Linked DNA regions of Mus musculus: regions 2, 3, 4, 5, 6 and 7 are each linked to region 1. A link is a contact called in public HiCAR-type, Micro-C and promoter capture Hi-C data. All regions are on one chromosome and are shown on one strand. Each heading gives the region's core, a stretch centred on a gene start, on an enhancer-like site or on the middle of the called end of the contact. The rest is flanking DNA. Distances are from core to core; before and after follow the strand shown.

What was found. Promoter capture Hi-C pulls out the DNA fragments that hold promoters and counts their contacts. A called contact is a pair of places that touch in the nucleus more often than the background predicts. HiCAR-type assays count read pairs that join an accessible place to other places. Capture Hi-C pulls out chosen DNA fragments and counts their contacts.
Region 2: a promoter capture Hi-C map of pre-B cells shows a contact between it and region 1, with 5 times the contacts expected there. The contact joins the promoter of Clybl here to the promoter of Mbnl2 in region 1. A contact is called at or near these places in 1 of 39 promoter capture datasets (pre-B cells) and 1 of 484 Hi-C or Micro-C datasets (B cells).
Region 3: a promoter capture Hi-C map of adipose tissue shows a contact between it and region 1, with 3 times the contacts expected there. The contact joins the promoter of A330035P11Rik here to the promoter of Mbnl2 in region 1. A contact is called at or near these places in 4 of 39 promoter capture datasets (liver, neutrophils and pre-B cells), 1 of 484 Hi-C or Micro-C datasets (B cells), 1 of 115 datasets of contacts at active chromatin or transcription factors (fibro-adipogenic progenitors) and 1 of 9 other capture datasets (adipose tissue).
Region 4: a promoter capture Hi-C map of pre-B cells shows a contact between it and region 1, with 5 times the contacts expected there. The contact joins the promoter of Gpr18 here to the promoter of Mbnl2 in region 1. A contact is called at or near these places in 2 of 39 promoter capture datasets (the C10 cell line and pre-B cells).
Region 5: a contact with region 1 is called in a Micro-C map of the G1E-ER4 cell line. The contact joins the promoter of Ubac2 here to the promoter of Mbnl2 in region 1. A contact is called at or near these places in 4 of 39 promoter capture datasets (hippocampal neurons, liver and pre-B cells) and 1 of 484 Hi-C or Micro-C datasets (the G1E-ER4 cell line).
Region 6: a contact with region 1 is called in a HiCAR-type map of astrocytes, with 2.0 times the contacts expected there. The contact joins the promoter of Abcc4 here to the promoter of Mbnl2 in region 1. A contact is called at or near these places in 2 of 39 promoter capture datasets (liver and pre-B cells), 3 of 115 datasets of contacts at active chromatin or transcription factors (astrocytes, large pre-B cells and microglia) and 2 of 9 other capture datasets (adipose tissue and liver).
Region 7: a HiCAR-type map of astrocytes shows a contact between it and region 1, with 4 times the contacts expected there. The contact joins the promoter of Cldn10 here to the promoter of Mbnl2 in region 1. A contact is called at or near these places in 1 of 39 promoter capture datasets (pre-B cells) and 3 of 115 datasets of contacts at active chromatin or transcription factors (astrocytes, large pre-B cells and trophoblast stem cells).

Annotation. Positions count from the first base shown.
Region 1 is chr14:120,273,409-120,277,315 of GRCm38.p6, reverse strand. It overlaps Mbnl2 (muscleblind like splicing factor 2), which reads right to left and starts at 1,647. Exons shown (of 8, transcript NM_207515.2): 1 at 1,411-1,647. The region is part of intron 2 of Gm52122 (a long non-coding RNA gene); the gene reads left to right.
Region 2 is chr14:122,179,563-122,183,469 of GRCm38.p6, reverse strand. Clybl (citrate lyase beta like) reads right to left here and starts at 1,776. Exons shown (of 8, transcript NM_029556.3): 1 at 1,689-1,776. The coding sequence starts at 1,744.
Region 3 is chr14:122,105,087-122,108,993 of GRCm38.p6, reverse strand. A330035P11Rik (RIKEN cDNA A330035P11 gene) reads left to right here and starts at 2,020. Exons shown (of 4, transcript NR_015586.3): 1 at 2,020-3,210; 2 at 3,553-3,907. It overlaps Tm9sf2 (transmembrane 9 superfamily member 2), which reads right to left and starts at 1,912. Exons shown (of 17, transcript NM_080556.3): 1 at 1,559-1,912. The coding sequence starts at 1,726.
Region 4 is chr14:121,913,716-121,917,622 of GRCm38.p6, reverse strand. It overlaps Gpr18 (G protein-coupled receptor 18), which reads left to right and starts at 1,735. Exons shown (of 2, transcript NM_182806.2): 1 at 1,735-1,946. The region is part of intron 4 of Ubac2 (ubiquitin associated domain containing 2); the gene reads right to left. It overlaps Gm46485 (a long non-coding RNA gene), which reads right to left and starts at 3,649. Exons shown (of 2, transcript XR_001781471.2): 1 at 606-3,649; 2 at 1-508.
Region 5 is chr14:121,876,317-121,880,223 of GRCm38.p6, reverse strand. Ubac2 (ubiquitin associated domain containing 2) reads right to left here and starts at 1,618. Exons shown (of 9, transcript NM_026861.2): 1 at 1,450-1,618. The coding sequence starts at 1,480. It overlaps 1810041H14Rik (RIKEN cDNA 1810041H14 gene), which reads left to right and starts at 816. Exons shown (of 2, transcript NR_130999.1): 1 at 816-1,016; 2 at 3,213-3,365.
Region 6 is chr14:118,703,990-118,707,896 of GRCm38.p6, reverse strand. Abcc4 (ATP-binding cassette, sub-family C (CFTR/MRP), member 4) reads left to right here and starts at 1,678. Exons shown (of 31, transcript NM_001033336.3): 1 at 1,678-1,861. The coding sequence starts at 1,788.
Region 7 is chr14:118,853,124-118,857,030 of GRCm38.p6, reverse strand. It overlaps Cldn10 (claudin 10), which reads right to left and starts at 2,081. Exons shown (of 5, transcript NM_021386.4): 1 at 1,822-2,081. The coding sequence starts at 2,041.

The DNA of each region.
Region 1 (3,907 bases), core at 398-2,897:
CTATTCCTTTCCACAAGCTGAATAGAAGAACACACAGCAGAAATAGTTGGGGGATGACGTCAGGAGTTCTGGGCTAGTGTCCTGCACTTCTCCTTGAAAGTAAAAACCGTGGTACGTGGCATTGCCCTTATTTAAATGAGCACTGCTCTCCCTCAGAACGGAGCAAACGAGAGGAAGAAACTTCCTCTTACATAGATGATAAAATGTCTCATTTAATTTTTGTTCCTTGTTGCTGCCTAAATATAAAAATGCCCTAATAGACATTTTCCGACTTAATCTTTGTCTTTTAAAGAGACAGTAAGGCTTTTTTGAAGAACATTAGAACATTCACGGAGGTGGCAGTTAGGCAAGTTTTTTTTCCCCCCTTCGCTTCAGTGCTTGCTAACTATTCTAAAAATGTTACACATTTATTGTAAACACATGCTTCCAAGGCCTAACAAAAAAAACACGGTTTCCTCAGCCTGGCAGAAATTTAAAACGGAAAAGGGCAGAAAGAATTCTTTAACACAGAGAAAGCCTTCCCTTCTCCTGGGCCAAGTGTGTTAAAAATAAATCTGCTTCACCCTTTCCAGCCGCTGCTTCTCGGCAAGAAAGTTGATCTGGCTGGGCATAGTGAGAGCCCAGCTTTAAAAGCTAGCCTGCTCTCATTAAATTATTCTGCTGGCTGTGTGTTCTCATTAAAAATGCATACAGATCAGATAATTGCAGTAAGCATTATTAACCCAGCCTTACTTTTGAATATAATGGTTCCACTTTTAAGCTGGAAACAAAGACAGAGGCTGCCAGGAAAAGCAATGTAAACATTGAACCACAGTGTCTAAGACTAGCCAGGAAGCTTCCTCTTCTGCCCTGGTGCTGCTTAAAATGTGCTTTTGAAACTCAATTAAAGCCATTGCCCTGTAGCACCAGGGTGGCCCCCAATTTCCAAGAAACAGACATATTTTCGTCCCAAACGTTCAGCCGATGATTATTTAAGCAGATTTTTTTTTTAAATTCTTAATTTCAAGTATGTTTTCAAAGAACAGGAAACACGTAAACTTTATTCTGTAGCCCACTCTGGCAGTAAAAAACCTCCATTATCTTAAGATAATCCTGGCCTGGATCTTTCAGATAATTAAAGATAATAATAATAAACAAATCTGTCCTTTAAATAAATAAATAAAAACCTCGGTTTTTTTTTTTTTTTTTTAATGCCTCACCCTAAACGGGCGGCGTAGATTCCAGCTTTGCCGTTTCTTGTTCTCAAATCCAAACGTTACGTAAAACTCCAGGGTTTCCTGCGAGTATTCCGTTCGAATTAGTGGAATCGGTCTCCCTGGCTTCCCTAAGCACACACATGGAATGCAGCATACTGCAGCAAACTCTTTAAACATTAAAAAAAAATTGGGGAGGGGGGGTTGTTTCTCCTACCTTGTTTAGCTCTGCTCGTCTTCCCCATGTACAGTAACCCCAAGAACATCTGGCAGGACCGAGTGGCCGTGGCTTCTCCACCGCATCATGAGGAAGGGGGGTCCATGCAAATAGTTCTCCGTCCCTGTTTATTGTACTCTGCGAGCCGCCGGCCGTGGCTGGAAAATTTTACCTTCAGATGATGAAGCAAAGACAGTCTAAACTCTGTTGCTGTGAGCTGCAGCCCTTCCTTCCCACAGGCCCCGCCCAGGCTCAGCCCACCAATCCCCGGCCAGCTCGTCAGCCCTCCTCGTCTGAAACTGGTCCTCATAGGATGACTGACACAGCAACACAGCGCTGGCAGGCTCTGAAAACAGTGCGTCCATACTGATGGAAAAGGGATCTCCCTCTCCGAGGAAAGCAGTCATAGCTCCGAGACAAAGTGGCACATAATTGGCAGAGCACAGAGAGGGGTAGCTCAGACAAATACGCTTCGAGACACCCAGCCCGTAGCTGGGAGTTGCATCATAAACACTCCGGGAATCACGAAACTCCTAAGATGGCCAAGAAATCCAATTGGATCCCAAACTAAAGTCTTAGGGCGTTTGAGGAAGCATACTGACATAGATGTACACATTCGTTTGTGAGACAATTCAGTGTTTTTCATGCAAAGTGATACCTTACGAAACATTTGCAGGCAATTTCCATGACGGAGGGAGGCTATAGCCAAGTTGGATTGCACACTGAAGACCAGACCATGCTTGAAGCCCCAGCACACAGCTTTTCTAGAGAGCTGTCATTTCAGTGGCTACTTACTGGAACCCATATATTTTCCATCTAAGTTTCCAGAGCACTAGAGACTTCAATTAGGGGATGCCGAAGGACAGAACTGATATCTCTACATTAAGCTTTGAGGCTCTTGGCTGGCACCCACTGGGGGATTAACTGTGTCTTAACCTTCTTAGATGCCATTTGATAAATGCTCATACGTTGCCCATCCTGTCTTTAGTGCCGCAATGACTGCTGGAGGGCGTTTACTGCTGAATACACATGGCACTGACCTAAGGGACATCCTCCATTTTCAATCTACAAAGGTTGACCCACAGATGCCAGAGGTTCCCTAAGATAAAGCAAGAAAAAAAAGAACGGAAAGGGTTATTTTTTTCTTCTTCTCAGTCAACAGCATTTCTGCATGCTTTGAAAACAAAAACAAAAACATATGGCATTTAGAAAACACAATAAGCACACATTTTCCTTCCACAAAACACAACATTTTGCATCTTAAAAATTAAGTATGAAGGTCCCGTGACTAACTACAGGCAAGAACAAAGATCCTATTCATCTGAAAGATTGAGCCTCTCTCTCTCTCTCTCTCTCTCTCTCTCTCTCTCTCTCTCTCTCTCTCTCTCTCTCTCTCTGCAACTGTTTAACGAATGCATCTGGAATGGAGTAACAGGGCAGAATGTAATGGTTTTGGTATTTTTAGATTTTGGAATTGTGTTCTTAAAACACATCATTTCTTGTGACTTGTGGACTAATTTTCTTCAATAGAATATCTTATTTTACTCCTCTTCACTTTAATCTCTAATATTGATTTTCATTTCTAGTCAATATTATCTTTGATAGGCTTTGGTTAAGTCTGTTGTTTTGTTTTGTTTTTCCTGGAAAGTTAAATTAGCTACATTTAAACAAGTGGAAATCTTTTTAAACTGTTAATACACCTATGCACACATACCTGAGTGTTGATCTCAAACTTACCTTCTTCCCCAGCTCCTCCTGCTTTTGACACGAAATCCCCATTTTTTACAATCTTATTACTTAGACTTTAGTCTCTGTCAAGCCCATTTCTCACCCAGAGACATTAAGCCTCTTAGTGTTCTCCTCCCAGCTCGGCCAGAGCCCTGACCTATTCCCTGTATGGTACAAAAGCTAATTGATAGCCTCTGGTCCTCAAGGCACGTCGGTTCTGGTCTTCCCTGTTGCCAGACAGGTTTTTCTGAAGTCATGTAAAGTCATGTTCCTTTTACACTCAAACCTGTCCCTCCATAAAATCCAAATTACAGACTTTCAAGGTCCTGCTAAATGTGGCCCCTGCCTTTATAGTCCACTTTAAGTCTGCCATTTTCCTAAATGAAGCTCCCTGCTCTCTACCCCATGTTCGCTTCCCCTCCTTACACACTGTACAGACCTCAGATCACCTGCCATTTCTTCAGCTATGCCGGCCTCACCCACATCAGCCTCTCTCATGTTCAAAAGGCTTCTGTACTGGTCGTTGTCCCAGACTATTTTAAGCCTCTAACAATGCAGCCTTGTGTAGCTAGCTTGCCTGAGCTGATCTTGCCATTTTAGAAGGCTAGGTCTGTGTCCTACATTAATTAAGAGAATGTGCACAAAGCATCTCTACAAAGGCTGGTGTGACAGAGCTGCACTAGAGGATGTCTGTCATTGGCGTAATTTCTGTGTTGGACAAGAAGTCACACACAAACATGCTGGTTATTTGGTATCACAAGAAACGATG
Region 2 (3,907 bases), core at 527-3,026, 1.9 Mb before region 1:
GGAGCCCATGAGGCTGGAGGGAGTCTAAGCACTGTCTTCTAGTGGGTGGACATCTTCCCAATGGGTGTGGGCTAATAAATCATATGCTTGCTAGGACTGAACAATTAAGTGCCTGCGTGGTAGACAGCAGGAGCTTCCTTACAGTTGGGCCGGTGCTTTACTGACAAGCCTCAGGAAGAAGTTAGACTGCTCCCTGAGTGATGTGTTAGACCTGGAAGCGTCCTAAGGACTCATGTGTAGCTTGAGAAATAGCTACAGATGGTTCTATGTAGCAACTTTGATAGGTGTGTGTGTTCCCATCTATATTTCTTGGCTCTGTCAAGTGAGTTATGCTCCCTTCCTTGAAAGCGGAGTAATTCATATACATCCAGCATGGCCACAGAGAACTGCATGAATAACATGACAGTCTAGAGCTCAGGGCAAACGCTGGTGGGTCAGAAACAGGGATCAGGATTTCTGGTCTTGAATGGCCCCTGCGTGCTCAGCAATGGTTCAGACACTCTGAAAATAAGCAAGGAGCCTCCAGAAGTAGCCTACTGGTCCCAGACAGCACTTACATCCTCTGGTGGGTTTACTAGGACCACACTAGCACAATTGGCTCACTAAAGCCAAGTACCTGCCCTTGATAGAGATGATGCATGGTATGGGGGGCAGGGTGGTGGTGATAAAAAGGAGTTTACACTAAGCTCCAAGCCTATTAGAAGTGGTGACTGTGTGCGGTCAGGACTGGTCCTTTCACACTTCAGAAACGGAATCTCTGGGCTGGCCCAGGACCCCTCCCTTACCACCACTCAGGTTCCAGGAGTGATTTTCCTCCAGCCAGGGTGCAAGGCCACAGATGAGAAAATGAGGTGCCTAAGACCATATGGGTCCTGTCATGGGTCTGGGGTAAATCATGAAGCACAACACAAAAGATGTAAAAAACGCTAAACTGTGAACTCTGGCTCCATCGCTCCGTGGGACTTTGAGACAGTCTCTGATCCTGTTTCCTCACAATAGGCAAGACACCTTAAAGGAGAACTCAGGACACGTGCAGTTAACAGATAGGCAAGTGTCATGAGGGAGGGTCACTGTTTGTGACAATCTACAGTTCCTTTACCAACTAGTATTGCTATGTAGGCCAGGCTGGCCTCAAACTTGCTATGTAGATTAAGTGTAGCCTTTAACCTGCGTCCTCCTGCCTCCACTCCCCAAGTCATGGAATTCTTTTCAAATATCTACTCCAAAGCTGATGACGTAAGACTTAAAGTCTCTTGTTAAACCAAAGAAAACTTCAAAATATATGCTCTTTTCACCTAAAAAAAATTCAGTGTTTTTCATGAGCAGATTTTGGCAAAAGCTTTTTGGAACCCTCAGTCATTCTTGGTTGGGTAAGTGGGTCCAGAGAACAACATTTGGGAACCACTGTGCTTCACATAGGTGGGGTGAGCGTCTCAGCTACTCCAGAGCGCCCCTAAGTTAGCGCGGTACATGCCAGATGCTGACAGCCCTGCCAACCCAGTAACGTTTGTACCCATTGCCCGGGTCCACGCAAAGCCCTCCCACTGGGAGGCAGCAGCCGCAGCGACCTTGGCAGAGGTCAAGGACCGGAGGCACAGAGGTATCGGGCTAGAGTGCCCATGCAGGCTCCAGAGACCACTCTGGCTACCGCCTTCGCCGCGTGGCGGGGACAGAGAACCTGAACTCACAGCCTGGGCAGCGCCGCCGCTCCACGAACCGTGTTCCGCAGCACGCACAACGCCATCTTCCCGACTGGCCCGCCTACGCCCCGCCCTCGCCCCGCCTAGCTGGATTCGGCCACGCCCGCCCTACCAGGCTTAGCCCGGCCCCCCGCTTGCCACAGCCCAGGCCAGTCCAGCCAGACTCAGCCCCACCTTGCTTCTGCTGGCGAGGCCCCATGCAACGCTTCTCTTTCCAAAACCACGCCCGCCCTCGTTAGCCACTCCAATCCTCTGCGAGCCCTGCGCGGCTCTGCGCGGAGGCTTTGGTGACCCAATGCTCCGCCCGCTTCTGAAACGAGTTAGAGAAACTTGGGTTTTCTCTGGCAGAGAAGATTTAGGTTTCCGAGGGGCTTTTTTGCTGTTTTTATTATCAACGTGCCCCTAACACAGTCGGTGAGCCTGCGATGGTGCATAAGCTAAAAGTGGTCAAAGCAAATGGGCTCTACCTGAAAAGGTGCAGGCTTGGGACCCACACAGGCCCCTTCCCAATGCCTGCGGGTCTCCGGAAACTGAGAGAAGCTGCCATCGGTCGTCTTTCCTAATCCAGTGGTGCCCTACCTAGTGTCTGGTCCTTTCCACTCTCCACCCTCCACCATTCCTCTGTCTTCTACCTCTGCAGTTTTGATTTTGGTGGTCACTACGTTCCGTTTGTTCTGAATTGACACTCAAAGTCGTTGTCGGAAGCTGGATTAAAAAATAGACCCCAGACGGGCGTGGTGGCTCACGCCTTTAATCCCAGCACTTGGGAGGCAGGAGAATTTCTGCGTTCGAAGCCAGCCTGGTCTACAGAGTGAGTTCCAGGACAGCCAGGGCTACACAGAGAAACCCTGTCCCGAAAAACAAAAACAAAAGACCCCAGAAGTCCTTTGTAGCCAGAGTGGCAGCACAGATGCCGAATATCTGCAAGACTGAGTTATCGCTTAGTTTATGATACCAACAGGGCAGACTGTTCAAACCCTCTGTGAGGCCCCCTCACACCCACCCGGACCTCTCCTGCCTGCACCCAGTGAGGACCATCCCACTTTCCTGTCTCCACTGCGGGCCCCAGTCTGTTCCGCCAAAATGGAGCCTGAGACAAAGCAGTATCAGGAACACCCATTCCATCTCTAATTTACACATCTATATCTTGTACTAAGAGACTGAGCAGGCAAGCTTTGTCTGTCTCCAGATACTAGATCACACTCTTTGTCCTGTTACACTTCTCTATGGCCATCCATCCACCAGTAAAAACACAGGTCTGGGGGTTTGAGTTTTTAAAACTTTTGTTGTTGTTGTTGTTGTTGTTGTTGTTTGAGACAGGGTTTCTCTGTATAGCCCTGGCTGTCCTGGAACTCACTGTGTAGACCAGGCTGGCCTTGAACTCAGAAATCTGCCTGCCTCTGCCTCCCAAGTACTTGGATTAAAGGTGTGTGCCACCACCGCCCGGCCTTGAGTTTTTATTTATCAATAAAAGTCACGTAAGGCGTCAGTTACATGCACAAAAGAGTTATTGCAAGTTTTGCACCTGAGGGGGTCAGAGGGATTGAGGGGAGGTAGTGGGGGAAGACGGGTTGGGAGGGTGAAAGACTTCAGGGCAAAGTAGAGCAGGCATAAAACTTCAGGGATCTGAGAACCTCCTGGGCCCAGGTTTAAGTGGCCTAAATGCCTTTTTTAATAATATACTCGGGAGTAGAATTTAGGGCCTCAGCCAGGCAGGCAGGAGCTCTATCTACCACTGAGCTACACCCTGGCCCTAAGTGGCTGAAATCTTGGCATTGTTTCACAAATACATTTGTCCTAGATAGAAGTGAGTTATATTTTCACCACATGGCCTTGTAATTATCGTGAAAACTCAATTAACCTTCATTGTTTGTCTTATACTATCTAGCTTTGTATTGGTTCTACAGAACACCTCCTAGGATTCGCCCGCTGAAAATATCTGATCAACCTCACTGTTTGCTGTAACATTTAAATAACTTTCCAGTGGGAAAGGGCAGACCCATTAGGAAAATGAAGCCCTTTATTCTCTGGTTAGGAACCCCAAAGGCTCTTTATCACAATCCATTCTTTCCTTCCTTTTGCTGTCTGGCCGGATGTAGGGTTTTCTCACCAAAGTTGAGTCTCAAAGGCTGAGCGGGCCGGTGTCACTGGTTTCAAACTTCAGAATGGCGCACTTAGAAAGAAGCCTATTAGAAGTTCTGTGGAAT
Region 3 (3,907 bases), core at 771-3,270, 1.8 Mb before region 1:
TCCAGAATATGATCTGTCTTGCCTGTTTCATCCCCACACCTATCTAAGTCAAACCCTCAAAGGATCAGAAACTTCAAAAGGACACTTAAAGACCTTGTGAGACAACACAAATCACCCACAAATCCACTCACACTTCTCTCTAAAGTCCGTGTCCAGTGTCACATCTCTGCTGCTTCTCCAGAAGACTCTAATCCACAAACATTTCCTCATCTATGCTCTCTAGGTATGTGGACCATACCTTTCGTAACATCAGATTTTATTAATAAGCCTCTGTTCTCCAGTGGCTGATGGAGGAGCCAGGAATGTATTTCTCTAAGAAATTACGAATACAACACACATTCACTGTTCATTTACAGACCAAGTACTTGTTTATAAAGGTTGGCTTCTGAAATATTTAACAGAAAAATTCAGTGTGCCTGTAAGACTGGATCTCACTTTAGGTCAGAACTCTCTAGAAGGAGGCAGAAGTTCCTGCTTTTCCGGGTACCACAGTTAATGGACTGTGTGCCTGGGTGAATCTTACCGATTGGTAGGCATTATTGAACCCTCTACGACTTACGTGTCATAGATACACGTTTGTTTCTTTCTAAAACTGTAGTGACCATGTTAACGCCACACAGGATAGCCCACAAACCTAAAGAGAAGCTGCAAAATGCCATGAAAACTTTAATAGCCTCCCTAATACTCTAAAACAACCTCAAAATTCACAACTGTGGTATAGCTAAGAGTCATAAAATAAACACCAGCTTAAAATTTTAGTAAATAAAAAGTGTAAACGTTTTCTTAACCATTATTTGAAGTATTAAAATTAACGGTTTCTGAGAGGCCCTGGATCCTCCAAATGGTTAAGTTTTAGTAACTTTACGAAATAATGGTGTATTGTGATGCTCTACACCTGATACCTAAAAGCTGCTTTCAGCTGGTAAACTGAAAAACGTGTGGGCGGATGGCCTACGAAACCAACATTTTCAAGGCAGGTTCTTTCTCCCGCTCTCTGCTGCTTTTTAAGTGTTTAAAGCCATCGCGGAGAAACCCATTTGGGGGTCTCTTAAAAATTTTATAGCTTAAAAAAAAATTTAAAGGCCAGGGACTAAACTTAACTACAACTAGTCTTTATTAACGCGGTTTTCAAGGAGGGTTAGAATGCGTCACAATCCACAGGTTAAATGATCAACTAGTATTCTTGAAGTTCGGTATCAAAGTCCTAGAGAGAATAAGCCGTCATGACCAGGAGTTCTAGGAAAGTGCAATAAAACAGTGAGCTACGAAATTAAGTTACTGGAAGTTGTCGCTCGGCTGGGAGCGCCCCGTGTGGGCATCGGGTCACCGCGTACCTGCGTGCAGGCCAGTCCAAGGGCGCTCCGCAAGCCGCCGGGGTCCGGGCAAAGCGCCCCGAGCTGCAGCGACGAGCCCGCGGGGACCACCCGGGGTCCGCAGGCCCCCGTCCCGTCGCGGCTCGAAATGCGACCCCACCCACAGCTACGCCCCTTCCCGCTCCTTGACCCCGCTCCTAGACCCCGCTCCCACCGCGGCGCGCAGCCCGACAGGCCTCCCCCACCTTGCACTCGTTGCTCTTCTCTTCGGCGCAGAAGTTGACCGGCGCCAGGCCGGGCAGGTAGAAGGCGCTTCCCGGGCGCGGGCCTGGGACCGTCCCTAGCAGGAGCAGCGACAGCAGCAGCAACCTGGAGCCTTGCGCTGGCGGCGACGCTGGCGGCCTGGAGCTCATGCCGGCGGCTGTGAGAGGCGAGCGGCCGAGCCGAGGGGGACGGCGAGGAAGGAGGGGTCCGGGGCGCTCGGAGATCACCTCAAGGCCCGAGCGCAGAGAAGGCCGGCCCGCAACGGCTAGTTCCGGTTACGCTAGGAGACACCGCGGGCCCCGCGACAGAAACCGAAGCGGGCCTCCACGGAGCATGCGCGGGGCCGCACGCACATGCTCAGTGCCGGCGCCGCAAGCGCAGCGGGCTCTTTCCGGGCGGGGCGGCCAAGAGATCCGCGTTCCGGGATCTGGGTGACTTCCGCCTGCGCGCTTCCGGCACCCACAGTCGGGTTCCAGGTTCCACCGTGGCGCTCCAGAGCGCCGCGCTTCTCGGGCGCACCTCTTCTCTGCCCTCTGTCACCTCATACCCGTCAGTCCGCTCAGGACTGATGAACCAAGTACTTTCTGATGGAGACCGAGTTGGTCGATGAGGCAGAGCTCAGGGGTTACCTAGTTGGGGCCAGGGTAAGGGAACAAATGGAAAGAGCGGTTCGTAAATCTTTAAACAGCTCTTAGAGGTTATTTGCAAGAATAATTCCTAAGCATCGGAAATGCTGGGACATTCTTGTGTGGGAGAAGTGTGCACACAACAAACATATCTTTCAGAAAGTCGAAATGAGATAGATGAGAGAGGGTAGTAAATATAAAGTAGCAATGGCAGGTTGCAATGAAGATACCGGGGCTTAGTTAAGCAAAGCAGTCGTGTTAAGGAAGACTATTACGGCATTATTACTCTTCGACAAGGTGCATAGCTTTTCCCATTGATAATGGGAAATGGTTATGTCTCTGTGTTAGTGCGCAAGCATTATGCTCAAGGAGGAGAAAAGTTTAGCATAAAAAGCCCATGGAGTTTTAGACTTCAACCGAATTCTTCCCCAAGTGCATCATCTTAGAATATAAAACACAGTCCTGGATGACTGTAACCCCCAAATTCAAGAAAAGGCAAATTCAGAAAATAGGTAAATTCAAAAAAGTTTGTAGTCTCATGCTATTAAATTTTTTCTGTGTGCTCATATATTGCTCCCTTCCCCAAAGTTTACAACTAACCAGATTTTCAATGGCTCTAGCACCTACAGAAAGAACTACTGACATACCTAAAAAGAGCTTTAACATCAAAGGTAATTTGTACTGGCTGAGCGTCCTGGCTTTGGAACATTGTGATCTAGCGATGTGCCTCTGGGCATGGGTTCATCACTGGAGAAATGAAAGTTAGAAGAGAAGACAAGGGTGCTCACCCTCTCAAAGAGTGGTAAAGATTAAGTTAAAAAATACTATATCACAAAAAAATAGGTGATATAGTAGTTGTCCCAGGCGGTCCTGACCACTTTTATAACAAAAGGAGGCGTGTCCATCAGCGCACACCATCTCAAATACATGCACATACTGAACTTTGGGCTAAGTCAAGACAACGCCCTTTGTCGAAAAAGGAAGCAGCTGTCTCCAAATATAAAGAGGTAGGATTAACACCCCCCACACACCTTACCTATTTTTCTGATAATACCAAACTAGACCTTCACTGCCGTAGCTCCCGCTCCAACCTTGCCATTACTACTTTTTTCTACCTGTGACAATCTCACTGTCCATAGCTGGCATGCTGCTCGCTGTGCCACTGAGTTCTTTTGGTGGTCTCTAGGCTCCTACCTACCACGCTAGGCCACTCTGTAGGTCTCCCCAGCTTCTACTTGTGCTAAGAGGGATAATGTAGAATGTAGGTGTCCCCCATTTCCACCGCTGCTCCTCGGTGTCTACCAATTTCGGAAACGATCGTGTTTATTGTTCACTGTCTCACTTCCCAGGGCTGCAGGGGCCTGGTCTCTGCATCTTCCAACTCTACAGCAGGGCCTGGAGAGACGAAGGCGAAGCAAACTAGAAGTGCTCGCTCGGCCCTGGTCGCCGGAGGACACAGGTTCTAGACCTGAATTTAGGGTCGCAGACTTGCGGTGCTAACGCCTGAGGGTTCCCAGGGTTTCCCGCTCGCTTTCACAGACCACCACAAGCTTAAGACCGAGAATCACTTCCCAGGATGGCCTGGGATACTCAGTGATGAACCCACGGTGACCTGGTGCTTCCTGCCCCGAGACCTGACAGCCTCAACACTCTGGGTAAAGTAAATTAAAAACCCGGACAACTGGAGTCTTTGAGAATGAAAAC
Region 4 (3,907 bases), core at 486-2,985, 1.6 Mb before region 1:
CAGTGTCCTTGCAGTTGGTTCTGGGCTCAGACGACCATCCACCCCACCCCCCTCTTCACATGTTCACTTTCTTAGCTATCGAACAATGTTAAATGCTCCTTAGCTACAACTCATGTCAGCACCCCCAAGCACATGGTGTAGTGGTGGAGCATCAAAGACAGCAAGGTGTGTGCCGGCCACCCAAGCATAAGGCACAGAGCTGGGGCAAGGAACCGTCCAGGCCAGCCCAGCTCTGAGGGAAAATGGCAGCTGTGAGGTGGTTAGAGGGAGGGTCTACAGGTGGGTTCTGCCAAGCTTTTGGGAGGTTCCAAATCTGCCCTGGGCACCTTGCACTAAGAAATGCAAGTTCTCAACTAAGAATGCTACATACGGGGAAGACTCAAGTCTTAATGAGAAGACACCCCAGGCTCCTCATCTGTTGACTGTAGCAGCACAATCAGTACTTCCTGTCAGAAACCTTCTCACAGAACACACTGGGTCCCAGTCAAGAGGTATCCATGTGGCTGACCTGTGTAGCATATGAAAAAACATAACTTCATATAAAACAATTATGATGTAACTTGGCAATGCCAAAGCATGTCTAGAGAAGGTTTCAAGGCAATCACCTCTCACCCACACAGGAACTGCTGCAGTGGTCTCCAGTGGCTCTATAGCACATTATTCTGGAAGGCTCCCACGGCACCCAGTGGTTTGTTAGCACAGCTAACGTCAGTACCTTTTGTAGAATGAAAGTTTAGCACTTCTGGGAAAAGAAGCAAGGTTCTCAAACTACCTCAAGTTCACGCTGTGGCAGCTGTGGTGGCTGACAGCTGGAGTCCAGCTCTCAGGAGGCAGAGACAGGAAGACCAGGGTAAGTTCAAAGCCAACCTGGTCAACACAGCTCCAAAGCAGCCAGTAAGGCCCCGTCTCAAAACAGGACAGACAAGATGACAGGAGCCAGTTTAAATCGCTCACACTATAGACACAGAAGCAGCTAAGCTTAGGCACCATTTAAAGGCTGGCAAATAATGTGTAGCCAATGTAGAGATACTTAGAACTGGACAAGGGCTGGGCTACTTTAAAGAGAAAGTTAAACTCAGAGTAGCTAGACAGCGATGCTCTGGGCTGCCCAATCCTCCCTTCTGTGGGTTTCACTTCCCTTCTCAGCTGAGAACACTGCTACATATAAATTCTTCCAGCTACATGTAAATTCCCCAGTCCTTCCCATGGTTTACATGGATGTTCATGCAAGAAAAAAATTACTGCAAGTCTTCCCTGAGATAGAAAATGGACAAAGTGTAGGAAGTACCTACAGGATCCAGGAACAGATCTGCAGGGCAGGGCAGGGCAGAGCAGAGCAGAGCAGGGCCATGGAGAAGATGACAGGTGACCGAGGTGGCAGGGTGGCAGTTGCTCTCTTTCAGGCAGGACTTTTCTGGAGAGGAGTTCTCAATCCTATCACATGAGTGCTATGCATTTCAACTGGATAGGAACTACACAGGAACAACAAAAGGCTAGACAAAGTCGAGGAGCTTAGAAAGCAGCTAGGCTTTGAACCTTGCTTTGCCCAGTGTCAAATCTCCTGCCTGTAAGTGACACAAACTTCAAACATCAAAACAAGCAGTTAATTCAAGAATATCTGCCTTTCTTCAAGATATGCCATTGTTTCAAGAGCAGCCCGAGATGAGCAGGACTTCATAAACAAATCACTTGTGAAAGAGAAAACCACATCCAGGGTAAAGTCCCACGCTGAGTGTCTCATTTCAGAGCGTTTCCTGAAAACGGCAGAGCAGTGCTCAGAGCTCAGCAGACCAACCCCACTATCGGTACTACATCTCAACAACCCTCCAACAAGACACAGCACAGAGACACCACCTACCTAACACAGGCGACTCTGAGCACTCTCTCTCTGGGACTGGGCAGAGCGGCAAACGGTCACCTCTCAGACAGCCTTTGACAGACAGGAGGTAAGCTGCATTCAATTAATTTCATGGCAAACCATTATCAGAAGTAATGTTGTGTTTACTAAACTCAAAACTTCTGTTCCATCAGATGAAGACCTTGAAACAACTGGTTATTCTTTTCCCAGGATTCAGCGCTCATTTTCAATATTTTTTATTAATAGTTAAGTGTAGAGTTTTAAATGTTTTTATTTTATTTTTGAGATTCCAATATAATTACATCATTTCTTCCCTCTCCTCCCTCCAAACCCTCCCACGTGACCCTCCTTAACCGCTTACAAATTCATGGCCTCCTTCTCTTAATTGTTGTTACACACACACACACACACACACACACACACACCTAAATACATATAACCTGCTTTTCTGTGTAGTGTTACTCACACGTGTTTTCAGAGCTGACCGTTTAGTACTGGATAACCAGTTGGTGGGCTCTTCCTGAGGGAGGCCTATTGCTCCCACTTTTAGCACAGAAGCTGCTAGTAGTTCTTGGTGTAGGACTGAGGCCTCGCTCTCATTCCCCTGTCATTTAACACATTATGTTGATGACATAGTACATCATAACATAATTCAATGTCTTTGTCATATAGTTTCAATTACTGTTTCATGAAATTACTTGGCTTCAATTTAAAAAAAAATAAAAACAAAAAACACAAAACCTACAGATAGTCATGGTACTTAAGTTTTCAAAAGTTAACCTGAAAGACAATCGGTTTTCAACACTCGCTCAAAATCGTGCAGAACATAGTCCGGATGGTAATACAGAGACACAAGCATCGAGCATCGCACTGAGCACAGTGAAAACTGGGGCAGGTGGACTACAGAAAAGCAGCCAGGGAAGGACAGCCTGTAGATACAGGTGTTTTCATGACAACACCAGGGAGAATGGTGATAGAGGAAAGACCAGGACTTCATTATACCTCAGAGGCTTCTTTAAAGACCACAGTGTTTAAGCCTCTAAGTCTCCTTTGCTTAATACTAAAGATTTAACCTTACTATGCAGTAATTTTCTTATTTGCGTAGAAACTAGTATTCTAGTTATATACATTTTGGGGGTGCTATGTAGAGCAAACTAGTTTCAAACAGAGATTCCCCCTCCCTCTGCCTCAGAAGTGCTAGAGTTAAAAGCATGTTGCTACCATTCTCAGCCTTATTTGGAAATTTTAATACAGGTTTTTAGATATATAGGATTTTATTCCAAAATCACATTTAAGCCAATTATGTGGCAAACAACAATGGGACCAAAGGAGAAAGCACACAGTACCTGGTCCTGTCTACCCAACTGTTCAAACTAACTCTCATCAGCCAGCCACAGGCTGTTAATCCTCCCTATTGTTTCACTAAAGAAAGATTCAGAGCTGAATTAAACATCAGCACGCTGCAAAGTGACTTTCTTAAGGAAAATTCCTTATCCACCCTCCTATTTCAGAGAGATGCCCCCCAGGCTGCACTCTACATATGAAGTATCTTTACAGCCTCTACTGGCTAATGCACCCTGGGGAAGGGAATGTCACACTGAGAGCACCATATTTATAAGCACTATTAGAATTCTTTGCTTTAGCTGGGCGGTGGTGGCGCACGCCTTTAATCCCAGCATGCCTTTAATCCCAGCACGCCTTTAATCCCAGCACTCGGGAGGCAGGAGGATTTCTGAGCTCGAGGCCAGCCTGGTCTACAAAGTGAGTTCCAGAACAGCCAGGGCTACATAGAGAAACCCTGTCTCGAAAAACCAAAAAAAAAAAAAAAAAAAAAAAAAAAAAAATCCTTTGCTTTTTAAATATGCAGTTTTTGATGGTGGGATTATTAGTTTCTGTACACAATTAGAGCCTCTCAGACCTACTTCTCTTTGACAGAATTTATGTTCATCTAGGCAGGCCAGTAGTACGAAAGTGGTTAACTCAAAGAAACTTCTCTTCAAATCGCTCCTTCTCAACTCAATGTCGCATTGATGTAACTGCACTTAAATT
Region 5 (3,907 bases), core at 369-2,868, 1.6 Mb before region 1:
CAGTAAACTGGCTGGCCAGCAAAGCCCTGGGGAATCTCCTGCCTCCACCTCTCACTGGTGAGTTATAGACACACACTGCATGCCTTAGCTTTTACATGGGTATTGAGAATTAGAACTCAGATATTCATGCCTGCAGGACAAGCTTCATAACCACTGAGCCATGTCCCCAGACTGTCACTTTTTAACTTTTACATGTTTGGTACAAAAGGGTGCCTCAAGATGCTGAGAACAACTAAAATCGAAGAAATCTGCTGTTGACAGATCCACCCACATAGTGTAACCCTAGGAAAGCCACACTACCTTATTCATCCAAACAGTAGTTTGAAGACCAACTCACTAGTAGTTCTGATGGATTCTGGGGCCAATACGTCAACGTTTCCATAACTTAAATTAGGTACTAAATATGGAGATCATAAACAACATTAAACCTACTTCAAAGCCTGAGATTACGGTGAGAGGTGAGGACGACTTTAAATTATGTCGCTGGCTCTGACAGTCAGCTCTCAGACTATGTAACAGGAGTGTTCTTTGAAAGGCTCATGACGTTCACAACAGAATGTACCATCTGGAGATGCCAGGCACTTCTGTGCTCTAGCAACATTAACTTCACACGCAGAGATGGGAAATACCGACAGAGAAAGAAACTGCGAACTGCGGCTTGTTCAAACAGTTTGCTGTTAGTGTATCAATGCCTAATCTCAACACTGTTTAGTTAAGAGTCCACTCTCTAAAGTCAACTCAACATAATGTCGTGGGGGGGGGGGGTGCCTGGAGGTTGAATAAACTTCTCCGCCCTCTACCTGCTGACCACCGCAGACACTCCTGGAGAGTGCAGCGGCATCCAGAAGCAAAGCTTGCATTCTCTTGCCAAGTGACTTCCTAACTTCACTGAAAAGCGCTCACTTTTTCAGCTCGCAAAAACTCTTCAAGGACAACGGGTAAGATGTACGTGGAAGTTAATATTGAGGGGGCAGATTCTGGAGCGGAGGATGAAATTCACACGTTCCAGGAATCAGGTGGGTCCCAAAGAAGCCTGTATGAATGAAGGGGGAGAGGGAACCGAGCAGGGTTCCAGCGTCGCCCCCACGGGAACATCTTCCAGCCCCGCACTCGAGTCGCCAAGTGCGTGCGTGGGCCCGGGCCACGAGATGAGCGGGGCACCCGGCTGGACCCTAACTGCCCAGCCCACCTGCAGCAGGGCAGGAGCTGCTGCGCACCTTGTGGGAGACGCCGGGAGCGGAATGGACGTGGCACCCCCTCGGCCCTCGGGGCTATGGTGGGTGCGGCGCCCGCTGCCCCCTAAGAGCAAGAACTGACAAGGCTCGGGCGCGGGAGGCAAGGGGCCCCCAGCCTCCTGCAACCCCGAGTCCCCCGCTGCCCCGAGCCGGGTCCGGGAAGAGCTCGGAATGGAGCGAAGGGCGGCCCAAGGATGAGGGAACCGGTACTCACAAAGCCCACTGGAGCCGGTGCTGGTGAACATGGTCCCGCCGGGCCCGGAGCCCCCGCGGGGCGTCAGGGGGAGGGGAGGCAGAGGTGGAGAGCCCCCAGCGACCGCGCAGGCGCACTGTCAACCAGCGAGCGAAGTCGGCCCGGCGAGGCGCTCCGGAGCCGCCAGGAAGAAGGCGCATGCGCAGCCCGTGGGGCGTGCACACTCGGCCAGAGCCCGCCCCTTCCTTCCCAGAGAGGAAGTGCGTAGGTGCGGGCGAGCCGGATGGTAGCTGCTTCCGGTAGTTCGGGGCGGGTTTGGCGCATGCCAGAATTCCCAGTACAGAACCTTACGGCGTGAAGCGCCGTGAGCGAGCCGGTTCTTCCGCCACAGAACACCAGGCCTTTCTCGAGACCTCTGACCTTTCACTGGGCGAGACGGCCGCGAGTCCCACGCATGCTCAGTACTTCCGTGTGGGCCTTGGCGCTCAGTGAACAGTCTGCTTCCGGTGACCCACCAAGCACCTGGGGTTGCTGGGGTGAGGGTGGACAAGACGGCTAGTAGAAGAAAAAGTTTTAAAAATACACTTAGCTTTCTGTTCCGGGCAGTGGTGGCGCACGCCTTTAATCCCAGCACTTGGGAGGTTGAGTTCGAGGCCAGCCAGGTCTTAGAGAGTGAGTTCCAGGACAGCCAGGGCTTGGGGGGGGGGGGGGGGACTGTATGTTCATCCAGTTGAGTTATTTCGCAGGAAAATTATTTCCTTATGATCTTCGCAGAAGCTGATTCCCACAAAATCTGTAGCCCACTTAAGACTGGTTCTCAAACTATGGGGTCCCTGGGAGCACTGAAGGGTGTTCAGAAGACCCGGCCGATTTTTGTAGTAATGCTAAAACGTGTATTTTTCCTTTCCCGTTCTTTTTCATCCATGAGTAGTAAGGTTTTCCAATTAACCAGCGCCTGATAAACCAACTGGAACTGCAGGACGACCAAGTGCGTGTTAAGGCAGATCCCCAGTTGCAAGTAATCTAGAAGCCACCATTTAAACTTTGACATTTTATGGAGGGAAAAATGCCATTTAATCTAAGTGCTTGCTTTTCTAATTCCAGACCTACTCTGGGTGAGCTTTTCTTCATATACTTCATCCAAAACATCACAACAAACTAAAAAGAGAGAAGTGCGCAGGGAATCCCCACAGGGTATTGAGCCAGGCATTAAAAGCATTCTTCCTTAAAATGGTTTGCCTAGGAAAGTACCCGGTGTCAAAACTGAATGGTTGAATTTGGACATTTTTGCCTGATTCATCTAAGAAATGGCCCTATAGTGGTTAAATACATAGAAACGAGGGGGATAGTGTAGATTTAAGGAAAGCTTCAAAGTCACATTATGTCTCTTAAATTACTGTTTTGAAATTTAATCCTGTCTACTTAAGTCCTATATATTATAGATAGTAACCACTTATGGTAAACTAATATAAACTATAAAAGGTTATTATCTAATCAGGGTTAGAGAGGAAGAAATGAAGTAAATTCCTCATTCCGTTGAACATTAGTATGTTTGGAAGATCTGAAATCTGAAAAGATAGAAAGCTGTGAGATGAACAGTAGTCAGAAGTTTTGTAGCAGTTGCACATACTGACTGATATCAACATGAAAACTCAATCGTCACAAATTCAGGGCTCATAGGAAATGAAAACACTTGAGTGGAAATATACCAAAAATGAAGTGGTCAAAACTTGAAACTCTTGAAAATTATTCCACAGGAAACACTTTTTTTTTTCCTCTTCCAGTATCGTGAACATCAGTGCAGCAGTTCTGGTCACCTGGATTTATAAACACCAAGAAGTAGCAACAGCCAGTGTGCAAGTCACTGACAACCCAAGTCACCAAAAATCTTACTGAGAACCCATTAGCTCCTTGAATTAAAGATTATTTTGTGAAAAGAGGCTTGATCGTCTTGTTCTGCACCTGAAATAAAGCATTTCCCATTCTGTTGTTTTAAAATATTTACTCTGTAACAAGTGTACATAATTTTGTTTTTATAATAAAAAAGTAGTGATACCAAAATATGGGACAACTTAGATATATATTTTACCTATGTCAGAAGTGTTAAGCGAAGGGATTAAGTTGCACGCAGGGTTAATATTGAAGAATTTTAACATTTTCAGCGTTTAATCATTCTCAGAGATTTCTTCACAGTTCCTATCTGTAGTAGATAAAGGCTAGTTTGGAAGACAGTGGCTTAGAACAGTATTCCTAATGTTTTTTTAAAAGGCTCATTTTTATTTAACATGTATGAGGGTCTGCTTGTATGTATGTAGGTGCACCATGTGTGTGCCTAGTGTCAAAGGAGACCAGCAGAGGACACCAGATCCTCTGAAACGAGTTACTGGTGGTTGTGAGCAACCATGTAGATGCTAGGACCAAACCTGGGACATAAGAAAGAACAGGCAGGGGGCTGGTGAGATGGCTCAGTGGGTAAGAG
Region 6 (3,907 bases), core at 429-2,928, 1.6 Mb after region 1:
CACAAACTATTGCTATACACTTAAATAAGCGCATATGGGAAATGACCAAAGAAAGCTAAGTTAGTTGACTTTTATTTTTATTTATTTATTTATTTATTTATTCATTTATTCATTTAGATTTTTTTTTTGGTTTTTTGAGATAGGGTTTCTCTGTATAGCTCTGGCTGTCCTGGAACTCACTTTGTAGACTAGGCTGGCCTCGAACTCAGAAATCTGCCTGCCTCTGCCTCCCGAGTGCTGGGATTAAAAGCATGGGCCACCATGCCCGGCTTTTTTTTTTTTTTTTTTTTTTTTTAATTGTCAACCAGACACAACCTAGAGTCACCAGAAAATTAGGAACTTCAAGTAAAGAACTGCCCAGATGGGCTTGGCTGATGGCAGCTGTGAGAGAATGACCCATTGGAGATGGCATGAGGACCCAGCCCACTGCAGGCTGGAGTCAGCACCAACAGGCCAACAGGGTTGTTGTTGTTTCAGCTCTGGGCCCGACTTCTCTCCGTGATAGACTGTTTATTACCTGCAAGTGTAAGCCTGAAATAAACTCTTTCTTATCCAAGCTGCTTCTGGTCAGAGTATTTTCTCACAGCAAAAGGACCGGTGAAATTGTCACTAGGGCCATGAATTCGAAACCGCTCTTCTTTCCTTACCCAGCGCTGAAGTGAACCAAAGCAGCAGAGGCAGTTAACACGGCCACGCCAGAACCCTGGGCTTGTGAACACTAGTCCACGAGCCAGGACCCATACCTTCCTCACTGTGTCGGGGCACCCTGGCACTTCTTATGCCAGCTTGAGTACAAGTCAGATTTCATCATCACTAACCTTAAGATCTCGGACAAGCTAGATCTTTTGAGTCTGAATTTATTCAGTAAAATAGTAATAACCATTTCGAAAAGTAAATTAGAAGCGGAGTAGGCTTATAGAAAGGCACAGCAAGGTGTCCTGTAACATCGGTTCCCTTTGCCACGGATCCTCTGGGAGCCTCTCAGGGCTCCGTGAAAGAAACATGCCAGGCAGCGTATTATCTGATTTCCCTTACCTAATCTAAGAGGACAGCCAACTGCTTACACAGGTCCGCCATGCCAAGCAATGTAGGAAAGGTCAAGAAGCCGTCCGAAATGGTAGCACTCTATTCATCTCCCCAAATCCTTGTGTCCTAATATCGGGTGGCCTGACGGTCTTCACGGCTTTAAGGTCTGCAAAGGCAATCTGATAAACCTTGCTGTTGTTCCAGGTCCGACTCTTGGCCTGCAGGTGGAACAATCTCCCACAGCACCCTATTTGGTCCTGATGAGGGCAGCATGCCAGGGGACCGCAGGCAAAGCCAGGCGGCTTTCACCAGATCTCCAGGAGCGCAAAGCCTAGGGGGCGTTTCCGAGCGCGGGGGCGGGCACAGCCGGTACCGCCCCCGCCACCTTCAGGGTGGTGCTTGGGTGCTGATCTTAAACTTCGGCAAAGTTTGCAACGGGTCTCAAGCACGTGCGGCTTCCCCGCCCGGCTCCGCGTTCCCCGAGCCGCCCCCGGTCACCTGCGCGCGGTTGGTCTCTGTCGTTTCCCCAGCGGCCGTCCCCCTGCGCTCTCACGCGACACGCTTCTCCCAGGCTCGAGGAGGCGGCGGCGACAGCGCGTAGCGGGCGCCCCGAGGAGCCCCGAGAGGCGGGGTCAGGGCGGGCCGGCGCTTGGTTCCCGGAAGCCGCTGCTTGCCTGCGAGGCTCCGGCCGAGGCCGGAGCTCGAGCATCCTCACCCGCGCTTCCCGGAGCCGCCGCCCGGCCGCGCGCACCGCGGGCGAGATGCTGCCGGTGCACACCGAGGTGAAACCCAACCCGCTGCAGGACGCCAACCTCTGCTCGCGCGTGTTCTTCTGGTGAGTGCCGGGTCCGGGCCCGTTCCTCCGTCCACGAGATGCTCCGCGTCGGCTTAGCCGCGTGTCCGATGCTCAGCGCCGGTCCCTGATGGTCGGAGGATGCGTTTCCTGCACAGCCTTACACTCCGGGCTCCTTGTCGCGCGTGCGCCACGCGGCCTGCGGTCCCCGCCCGCACCCCACGCCCGTGCCGCTCTCCTCCAGGAGGGGCACGCGGGGACCGGTGGCAGACGCAGGTGGCGCCCACCCGAAACCGTGGGGATCCATGGGAGGTGCGGGGGTGCCCTGGAGGGCGGGCTCTGTATGCCCACCTTCGCTAGCTTCCCATCCCGGCTCAGGGCTTGCACAACTCCCTCACCCAAACTGCACCTCTTTATTTCTCTTTAAGCAGCAGTGAACAGATGGGCTTATCAAAAAGCAGCTGAAGTTAGAGTTCTGGGCGAACGCCAAACTCTGTTGTCCCCATGGCCTTCTGAAACACCTTACCAGACATCTTTCAGGTCCATTGATTGCCTGTGTGTGTGTGTGTGTGTGTGTGTGTGTGTGTGTAAGGAAGTTTAACTTCTAGGATCCCGTCTCTCCTTCTGGCCCCTCTGTGTGTGTCCTAGTACCTAAGTATGGCTGTGAGTTAAAAGGTCACTTTATTACGATGTTTTATTTAGTTACGAATGGGGACACTACTCTTGAGCAAGATCAACATGATGTTTTCCTCTTGACAGAAACGCAGCCATAGTGGAGTACATTTTCCCCTGTTAGATGGACTTTTCATTTCTGCCTTTGATGGCCATATCCCTCTTGGGAATGAGTTTCGGAAGCCTGTTGGGGGTCTTACCAAGATGTGTTCAGAGACAGGAGTCAAGGTTTCCATGCCTAAAACCACTGATGGGTTCCCTGATCTGGTCTCCGCCCCACCCCTCTTTTTGTAGGAAACAGGTGAAGAGGTTTAGATAGATGACATTCCTAAGTAGTTTTCCGCCTAGTAGCCTGGGCTGGCTAGTACACGCTTGGCTAACAAGAATAGTTTTTATTCCTTGACCTCCGCCATTTCATCTTCCTCACGTTCTAATGTTACCTTTTTAAAATGTGAAAACCTAGGGAGCTTCAGAGTCATTTACTACTGTTTTTAACTGCTGATGCAGTGTGTGCAGGATCCGATTTTGGACACTCGGTCAAGAGGAGCTTGCGGGAAGAAGGAATGTGGTGAAATGAATTTAAAAAAAAAATACATAACTCAGAGCGGGTGGGCTGTCTTGGTCTCCCGAGCTTTTGGCAATACACAGACCTCCTGATGATTTTCCTGTGAGCGGACTTTCAGAATGGAGGTGAAGCGAGAGCTGGGTGTGGGTGGCACATACCTCCAGTCCCTGTCTCTTGGAAGGCTAAGGTGGGAGGATGACTTGAGCAGCTATGGAGCTGAGACCAGCTAGGATAAGGTAGCAAGGCACAATCGGCTGTTGTTTGTTTGCTTGAGACAGCCTCACCCTGTAGCACAGGCTGGTCTGGAAGTCCTCGAATGCACAGCAATCTTCCTTACAGCCTCGGTTTCCACAGTGCTGGGATTATAGGTATGAGCCACCACATCTGTCAATACACGGTCTTAAACTATGTACGGAATAGCTGAGTGTGGTATCACAGCCTTTAAGCTGTCAATACCAGCACTGAGTAGGCAGAGGCAGGTGGACCCCTGAGTTCGAGGCCAACCTGGTCTATATTGTGTTACAGTCAGGCTTATAGATAGACTTTAAAATAAAAAAGGGTAATTATTTTACATTGCTGTCTGGGGTGAGTCCCATTTCTACTTCCCAGTTGGTGAGAAATTAGCTATTGCCTCTAGTTTATCCCTTGTGAGGGGGCTCAAGCTGAGGTACTTTGACTAACCCGTCTAGGATGGCAAAGCTACTGGCGTCCAGCAGGATCCAAACCTGGCTCTCAGGAACCACTGTACTTTGCAGTTGGTCCTCCCATGCATGAAGAAGGATTGCTCCCGTTCTTACAGCAGTTTCTCAAGGATGCTATTACAATTCCTGTCGTTGAAGATGCGTGTGAAG
Region 7 (3,907 bases), core at 832-3,331, 1.4 Mb after region 1:
GGATTTCAGTGAGCACCAGGGGTCAGCGGCGTCAGTGGGTCATTCTGTCCAGAGTACCGAGAGCTATGCAGCAGCTAAGACTTTTCTTCTATCTGCACCGATTACAAAGACGTAATTAATTTAAAAACTATGTGGAATATATCATTTCTTGTTTTAAAAACATGTTTTCTAGTCACATCAGCATGCCCATTTTGCATATATGCATTTGTGAGTGGCATAACTCTGTTCAGTGCCTGATAATGAGGACTGTGTCCCAGTTCCTCCTCATTACCCAGCCTGTCCAAACCACAGAACACCTCCACCCTCTCAGCAGACATACGAAGGAAACCCCCACGGTCCTGTACGCAAAGCTTGAAGAAGTGTTTCTTTCTTTCTCTCTCCTCTTCCTTGAACCCCAAAACTCCCGAAGAAGGAAGCAGACTTATCTAGCAGGCTATCCCTGGCTACAATAGCATAATAAACAGAACAGTTCTAGAACATAGTGTGAATCCTGTGTTCCTGAATGTAAACCGCAGAAACAAGAGCTTGTCTGTTGTCTCCCGAATGAGCGCTCCGATGAACACAGGAACCTCAGCAACAACGCACGCAGTAAACAGTGTTCCAGCTACTTACTTTATACAACAGGGCCCGGCCCAGGGTGCCGCCTTGTAAAGGCAGGCACCTATTCCCATAGACCAGCTTCCACAGAACACTGAATTGAGCAACAGTTTGCCCTTTGTGGCAAGCACTGTCTTAGGGGAATCAAGTCTTCTATTTACCCAGCTATGCAAATAAAAATGGCAAGAGGAATAATAAAGAAAAGGAAAACGCCTCACATCTAGAAGTGGAGCAAGCTGCTCTTCTTAAGTTTCTGCCAGAATCCATTTAGTCATTTGCAAAACCCTGGAAGAGCCTAGAACATGAACGAGCATTATACTGTATTGACTATACCCTGGAAACTAAACGGTCAGTTTCCTATGGTAATATCTATCTCCAATATATGTATATATATATATATATCTCCAATATATATATACATATAATATAAAATATATATAAATATAAATATAATATAAAATATATAAATATATAAATTATATAAATTATAAATATAACATCTTCCTATGTTAATATCTATCTCCAATTTATATATATATATATATATATATATATATATATATATATATATATATTCATATACCAAGCGAAGAAGACCCAGAATGCTTGCACAAAGCCTGGAAGAGTGGTCACTCATCCTGTTGATCTCTGCTGTCCAACGTCCCCTGCCCTCTGAGCCACTTCACCCCCACCCCCCGTATGAGCAAGGGCTACTGATTTTCTTGAAACTGAGAAAAAGAATGAAGCTCAAGCCCTCAAGTTTGTAGGAGGGATTTTAAAGGAAAACAGCAACAAACTTCAATATGGTTCTTTTGCCTCTCCTCCGTGCCTGGCTTTTCAAAGACTCAATGAACCCGCTAAAGCGATATCAAGGCGAGCATTCATGGATCTCAGTGGTGTCATTTTAATGAGAATCAGATTTTGGTCGTGGGGTGGCCAGCCTCTGCTGCCCTACACTCAGTCCCAGACAGACGCGGGACCAGCCTTGTGCGCCACAACTACCTGAATTGATCCTACTCGTCACCACCAGGGGTTCCCAGGCTCAGAAGACGCCCCACCGGACACCCATCCGTAGACAGCGGGCATCGCAGACCCTCCCGGGGCAGAGTATAAGACCCAGCCTCCCCCACCCGGGAATCCCACGGCCGGTCCATAAGAGGACGCGCCCGCTTGGAAAGCCAGCAAGGAGCAGGGATGGGGATGGGGTCCCAAAGAGATGCAGACCATCCAACGCCAGCATGGAGGGGAACTCCTTGCAGTTGGCGACACCGGTGGAATCGGTAACGCAGATCTTCCACAGGTTGGCAAAATAAGTGGCTGTGGTGATGACAGTGCCATCGATGGTGGAGACCTTCCAGTAGTCGGTGGGCAGTGTGGAAGACACTAGCACCCAGCCCGAGATGGAGACTACGAAGGCGACGATTTCCAAGGCCGTGCTAGCCATGCTGGGCTGCAGCGGCGCTCTCGCTGGTTCCCGATCCCGCTGCCGCGACCCCCACGCGCCCAGCCCCGAGGCTCCGCCCCCGGTCACCGCCTCCGTCCCGCCCACTGGGCACTTGAGGGCACTGGCGGACCCGCACTCACAGTACTGTCAGGGCACCCAGAGCGCGCGGGGAGGTCTTGGGGTACCTCCTGGGTCCCCCGCCCCCAGCAGCTGGCCCGTCGTCTGCAATCGCAAAGCCCTCAGACCAGCGCTCTCCCCTCTCCCCCCGGGCCCGAGGTTCCCAAATCTCTCACAGAGGAGCCGCGGAAACCGGCTCTTTTATTGGTGCTGTCCAGGGACAACCAGATGTGGATAGCCTGCTGCGCCTCCCACCGAGCCACCCCGACTCAGCCCTACCCGCGGCAAATAGCTTGACTCACTGGGTGCCTTGCAAAAGCAGAACAGAAACAACTTTGGTGTGCCCTGAAAAGAAACGGTATGGTAACGCAGCCTCGCTTTGCTGAATGCAAAAGGCCAGTGAGCAACGCTTGTTTGCGTGACCCTGTTTGGCTTGTGAAGAGGGGCATACTGGGACTGAAACTGGCCTTCCCCTTAAAATTCAGTTCTCTTCGGCCTAGTGGCATGTGGAAAGTATTAATCAGGAAGCTCAGACTTAATTGGGAGGTAGCCGATGAGCCCAGCTCAAGTTCCAGAGAGCCCCGTGAGGGTCTTGGCTAATTAATGCACTAGATATGGGGCTGTCATTTGACTCGTTTTCCCCCCAGAGCAACACACTTTCAGTTTGGGGAGTCTGGTCTGGGAGGGTTCTGAAGCAAGAGAGAGATGTCTATGAATCTTTGCTCAGTTGTGTGTGCGTGTGCGTGTGTGTGTCTGTGAGTGTGGAGACCAGAGAGCAGCCCCTGGTGCCATCTACTTTGTTTAGTGGTCCTTCTCACTGCGACTTGTCTTTCAGATTGGCCTAGGCCCGTGCCGCGAGTCTCAGGGATTCCCTTTCTTTGCCTCCCTCCCCAGCTGTACACCCACCGCGGGTCTGGCCTTTTACAGAGGGGCTGGGGATCCAAACTCAAGCTTTACTGATTGTGTATCTCCCCAGCCCTTCTCGACTTTTGTTTTTATCTTGCTTGTGTGAGTGAGAGAGAGAATTATGAGTGTGTGCATAGTGTTTGTGCATGTGTGTGAGTGTATGCACACAGTAGGTGAGAGTGTGTGGGCGTGTGGGTGCGGCTTGTGTGCGTATCTGTATGCATGCATGTGTGAGAATATGTGTGTGTGCTGTGCGAGTGTGTGTGAGTGTGTGTGTGTGTGTGTGTGTGTGTGTGTGTGTGTGCAGGTCAGAGTTAGACATTAAATATCAACCTTTAGGGCTGTTCACCCTATTTTCTGAGACAGGATCCATCACCAAACTAGGAGCTCACCATTCTAGCAAACTGACTGGCCAGTGAGCTCTGAGGTTGCTGTCACGCTCAGCTTTTACAGAGGTGCTGAGAAGCTGAGTCCAGGCCCTGCTCTGACTGAGCTGTCTCCCCAGCCCCCACCAGCTTAAAACAAACAAACAAAACCCACTCTAACTTTCCCACCTAACTGAAGAATAAACTTATTCATTCATCTTTCCTCTGCTGTCTCAAGATAAACACAAAGATCAAGGTGTCCTTCCAGCTCCTGAGGTCACAAATCTGGGCATCAATGAGAGGACAAAGACACTGGCTTCATTATGGGCTTATTATATTGTCCATTAAAGTTCTTGCAGTTCTTGGTGTGACCTTTCAGGATCTGCTTCTTGCCAAAAGTAACCAAAGGTCTACAACACATAAATCAGCCAGCTACAAAGAAGCAGGCTCCTAGTGGAGGCTCACAATCTCCTCCGTG